2 separate regions of the Zea mays genome follow, and region 2 is linked to region 1. Evidence: chromatin contacts called from public Hi-C data. All regions are on one chromosome and are shown on one strand. Each heading gives the region's core, a stretch centred on a gene start, on an enhancer-like site or on the middle of the called end of the contact. The rest is flanking DNA. Distances are from core to core; before and after follow the strand shown.

Evidence for each region. A called contact is a pair of places that touch in the nucleus more often than the background predicts.
Region 2: a contact with region 1 is called in a Hi-C map of bundle sheath, with 2.1 times the contacts expected there. The contact joins the promoter of LOC100382269 here to the promoter of LOC100282317 in region 1. A contact is called at or near these places in 2 of 25 Hi-C or Micro-C datasets (bundle sheath and leaf).

The regions. Positions count from the first base shown.
Region 1 is chr3:173,089,803-173,092,543 of Zm-B73-REFERENCE-NAM-5.0, forward strand. It overlaps LOC100282317, which reads right to left and starts at 1,395. Exons shown (of 4, transcript NM_001351129.1): 1 at 1,030-1,395; 2 at 13-71. The coding sequence starts at 1,204.
Region 2 is chr3:173,657,622-173,660,362 of Zm-B73-REFERENCE-NAM-5.0, forward strand. It overlaps LOC100382269, which reads left to right and starts at 1,388. Exons shown (of 12, transcript NM_001361649.1): 1 at 1,388-1,677; 2 at 1,776-1,858; 3 at 1,964-2,102; 4 at 2,333-2,412; 5 at 2,613-2,702. The coding sequence starts at 1,473.

The sequences.
Region 1 (2,741 bases), core at 145-2,644:
CATAGTTAATACCTTGCTGATAGAATCATCTGAATCCTCGGTGCAACATTTATGGCAATCCTCCACCAGCTCTGCACAGAACCAAAGTGTTGTTTAGATTTGAAACAATCATATGGCATAACGCATAAATAGCAGATGTGGAAATGAGTCCACCCCTAGTTTCTTTGCTGTGACTAATGGAGTCATGTAGCAACTGGAACAAAAGATATTGCAAGAAGCAACAAACAGAGCTGGCAAAATATATTCCTCCAAATTAAAGTGTTCAGTTGGTGACAATAAGGTTGTTTCCAGTCCATTCTGATGCAGGTAGCTTCAGCTCTTTGACTCTGTCTTCAAGACTAATATTGCTCGGCTTTTATAGAAGGCAGATTAAGGCCTCGCATCATCTGGATAACACGAGTTCAGAGTTCTATAGAGTATAGAGTGCTACTAGGGGGCTAACCCAAATAGTGAGGACAATGCATAACCAGCACCACCTGATCTACAATTTCTGAGCTAAGAGCAAAACCTAAAGTTTTTTAGTCCAATCAACATAGGTTCATAAAGCCTCCACTAATCCCAGAAATCCATTTCGCTGCCCGTTTCAAGTTTTATTAAAAGAAAAAAAAAACGAACCTCTCATCAGGACTGCAAAAAAAAAGAATCGTGGGGAAATCTGAAATCCATCAATGCTCAGTGAGCTAATCCTAAAGTTCTCTCGTGATTTAATACGATTCGTCAACTAGGTCGTGGTTGGTATGTCGTCTAAAAATCGCTCTCAACAGTAACCACCCTCAATAAGAAGGTTTGGCATTTAAAGTGATCCGATTTCTAAGCCTGCCTGCAAGATACGCAGCGAACGTCAAACCGCTCCTCGCAGATTCCACATCCGAGATGAGAAAGCTGACATATTCGGAATTTCGGATCCGAACGACCCCTCCCTGCTCCTACGGCTACGTGTTCCCGGTTGAGATCGGAAATCCAATCAGCACTCAGCAGCAGCGCACCGAGTGCGTGGTGTCGCGCGCCGGAGGGACGATCCGGGCGTACCTTGGTCCTTGACGAACTCGGAGAGCGCGTTGCAGTCGGAGCAGAGAGCGAGGCCGGTGAACCCCAGGTCCTCGCACTCCCTCGCCCCGAGCCGCTCGCCGCGGCAGAGGCCGGAGCAGCACACGAGGACCAGGGCGACGGCCGCCGCCGCCACGGGGAGATACGACCGATCCATATCTCCTCCCCCGCGCCCCCCGACTAGCGTGCTGCCTGGACTCCGGAGCTGCCGCAAGCACCACCACGACGACGACGACGACGACTAGAGGCAGGCCGGCCGTGCGGTTTCCGGCTTCCCCTGGTCTTTCGAGCCGTGAACAAGCGGCCTGCGGTCCGCGGCGTAGATGGGCCTTCTCTGTATGCAAGATGCAGATACGGTCGGGCCTCGATATGGTTCGGCCCAATTTTCCATTGCTCGCTGTTCAGGTCCAGTGCGGCCGCTCGGAACTGACTAGTAGAGTATCTCTATAGATTCTGAATTCTGAACTCTGAATCTGACTGAAGCCTGGAGCCCTGGACCATCACGATCTGTGTAGTGAAAATCTGAGAAAATTGAGTGCGTTTATTGTTCGTCGCCAATAGCACACCATGCCATCATGAACTCATCGATCACGAAAATCCAGCCAACATCACCACTCGTCCGTCAGTCATAGGGATGGCAATGGGTACCCGAAACCCGATGGGTAAAAACCCTATTAGAGCATGGATATGACAGATTTTGATATCCATAAGTATTTTATTAGGTCATTTGTTATGCCCATCGGGTACGGTGGGCGTAGGTATGTTCTCTGTTGCCCCATACTCGCTGTCCGATGGGGAACCCGCTAATATATTCAAATATTAAGTATTGTGTATTGAACAATTAGATTTGAAGGCATGATTTTGTCCACAATTTTATAGAATCAATGCTATGTTTTATGTGATTTGAAGGCATGATATTGCCATTTAATGTTGAATATTGTTGAACCTATGATAAAATTAGGTTGGGTTCGATACATTTGTTATGCTGGTACTTATTTTTGTGATTCAAATAATCATGTCTATCGTAATGTTAATGGGTATGAGTACCCGACGGGTACCCGCTACCCATGGTGGGTATGTGTATGGCGTAATTTTGTACCCACGATAGGTAGTGGGTATAGGTATAGGTCAATTTTTTTCTAGTGGGTATGAGTATGGCTTCGTATGTCCACCGGGTACCTTACCCACTGCCATCCCTAGTCAGTCGCACTGATCAGCTCGCGGCAACAAAGCACAGGCAGAACTGGGAGCACGGCATGTTCCGACCACCGTCCACATGGCTCGGCCCTTCTTCTTGGGCACGCACGCCGTGTTGCCATGTGATGCAGCGAAGAGGCTCCTGCTCCTGCTCCTGCGATGCACACGCTGTCCGCTGGCTGTAATCCATGCAGATGCAGGTGCAGGTGCGTGGGTTCAGACTTGAGAGCTGGAAGCCCACTGGTTTTGAACACCGTCCTTGGCACCACTGTACTACTAGCTTTGTTTAATCACGTCGGGTCGGCTAACCATAGATTAATATCGCCGTCGGTGTCCGGTGATTGCATCTCGTCTCATGATCGATGATGATTGATGAGAGAATGAGAGCTCGCGGTTTTCACGCGTCGGTCGGTGCGGGACAGGTCAGATTTGCCATCTCTGACGGAAAAACAAATTCTAAAGTTCTCAACTTCATCAGCGGCTACTTGTTTTAAAAA
Region 2 (2,741 bases), core at 138-2,637, 570 kb after region 1:
TTCAGTGCTTGTGATTTTGTCATGATTTATATTCGGAATTTAATCTGGAATTTGTCTAATTATTCAACAAAGACGAGCACCAAATCATTAAAGTAGGGACATCTAAGGCGTTGTTTGGTTTCTGGGTACTAATTTTTAATTTATCCATTTTATTTTATTTTATTTTAGTCCCTAAATTATCAAATACAGAAACTAAAACTCTATTTTAGTTTCTATATTTAGCAATTTAGAGACTAAAATGAAATAAAATTGGGAGACTAAAAATTAGTTCCTAGTAACCAAACAACCCCTAAGTTTGATTGAACAGAGGATTTTATGGTAAAAACTTGAACTTTATCACCTGCAATGGAGAAATGACTGAGGACACACAGAAAATCCTGGTAGATAAAGTTGGTTCTGTCATGGATTTCCTATGGCTATACTAGTCTCCATCAAGATGCTTTTCATCCGCAATCCAAGTGGAATGAAACGTACAGGCCCCTAATTTTATATTGGAATTTGGACTAATGCAGATGCAGTAACACTTTGCACTAATTTTAGCCAGTCGACATCAGATTTTGAATTGGGTTGTGATCCTACAGTCTTCATCAGATTTCTTCTACTGGAGTATAGTTGTTATAAGGTACTGTGACGGAGCGTCATTTTCTGGGGATGCAGCGGGTGAAGATCTGGTGATTTTTTTTTTATAATAATTGAACTGACCATCTTAATTTCTCAAACTGATGCTGTACTGGGATATGTATATGATGGAACCAAATTTTTCTTCAAAGGATTAAGGATTGCGCATCTGGGAAGCAGTTGGGGGTGAACTCGTGGTAAAAGAAATGGACATGCCTAAACAGGTTTTCATTGATTTCGTATAGTTTGTCCGATAATTGCACAAAGCTTGACCACACAAGTCCTAACCAAGAGCCACGTCCAACTTAATTTATTTCCCTCCTGCGTTCCAGGCCTCGCTTACAGGCTGTTCTGCTGGTTCTCTATCTGCGCTACTGCAAATTTTTTTACTGACGAACAGAAGCACGAACGTTTCGGCCACGACACGCGCGGCCACAACACAGAGCAAGAGCAGCAGCACCGACCCTCGTCGTCGTCTCGACGTCAACCGTACTCTGTACACATGACACGGTGGAGCGGCCGAGTCGTCGTCAAGTCGTCGGTCTCTGTCGACTTGTTGCCATTTGGAAGTTGCTGTCGTGCTCCGACGGCCTCTTCAAAGAACGTACTAGTTGCGTCGTCCTACTCGATGTTCATATCCGGAACCGTGTGGCGCCTGTTCCATCCATCATCCATGCTTGATGGCTTGATGCTTCCGATCCATCACGCGGCTTCACGAGCTATATACACTCGGCTTCAGAGACGCCAACAGGACAGATAGCAGCCCTCCGCACTTTCGGCTCGTAGCTACACTACACTACAAGCGCGCGCGAGCAACGTCGTCGTCGTCGTCAGCCACATTGAGCCATACATGCATGGCGATTGCAGAGCACACGCCGTCGTCGTCGTCGCCTTTCCGGCAGCATCGACCCACCGGATGGGTCACGTTCACGGCGGCAACGCCACTGCTCGCGCTGCAGCTGGCCCTGCTGGCCGCCTTGGTTATGGCGACGGACCCTTCACCTTCTCCGGAGCTCGTCGAGCTGACGCTCCTCACCGGCGCGCGGGAGAAGGGCGCAGGTTCATATGGAGCTATTTATCTAGCGTCGCTTCTTTGTTTCCTTCCATTATTTGATGGTCTATTTACACACACATATGTATATATGCATGCACTGCAGTGTGCTTGGATGGAAGCCCGCCGGGCTACCACTTGCAGAGAGGCTTCGGCTCCGGATCCCACAGCTGGATCGTCTATCTTCAGGTTGGCTGAAGCAGACCCATCCATTTTTCCTTTTCAGCTTCAGGTTTCACGGTGCTTAGTAGCTTTTTATTGCTGATGTTCTGCATTGATGAAAATGAAACTCAGGGAGGAGCTTGGTGCAGCAGTAACACCACAGACACAGAAACTTGTTCCGAGCGTAAGATGACCGCCTATGGCTCGTCCAAGCTTATGGGAGCAGTAACCTTTGATGGGATATTCAGAAACCAGCAGCCTCAGAATCCTGGTACGTCGTTGAGTGTAGCTAGCCATCCCATCGAAGTGCCACCATAGTTACCTGTTTCCATGTCCCATAGTTTTGGTCTCCTCTTGCATGATGCAATCCACGTACGTGGGTGGGCTGGAGTGGTATGGTGTGAAATTTTGTTTAAAATCCCACACCAAAACGCTCCAACCCACATGAACTCAAGTGATTAGCCTTAACAGTTTTAGCTGGCGTGTGAGCTGTGTTACCAGATTTCTACAACTGGAACAAAGTCTACGTAAGGTATTGCGACGGGGCGTCATTTTCTGGGGACGCGGAGGGTGAAGCACAGGTGACTTTTTTCTTTTTCTTTCTAGATTGTTTATTCGACCTGTCTATCTAAATTCAGGGCTATCACGTTCCCTTCGCGATTGAAAGGGTTTGAGAGAGAAATTAGTTCATTTTTATTTTAATCTTCTCTAATTTCCGAGGATTTGAGTCTTCAAACTAGCACTTGCATGTTGAAACGGACCCTGGGTTTGAGTGATGTAGGACGGAACTAAGCTGTTCTTCAGAGGATCGCGCATCTGGGACGCAGTCGTCGATGAACTCATGGGAAAAGGAATGGACGCCGCTGAACAGGTTAGTTTAACGACTTCTCATGTCCCGGATTTCCGGCAC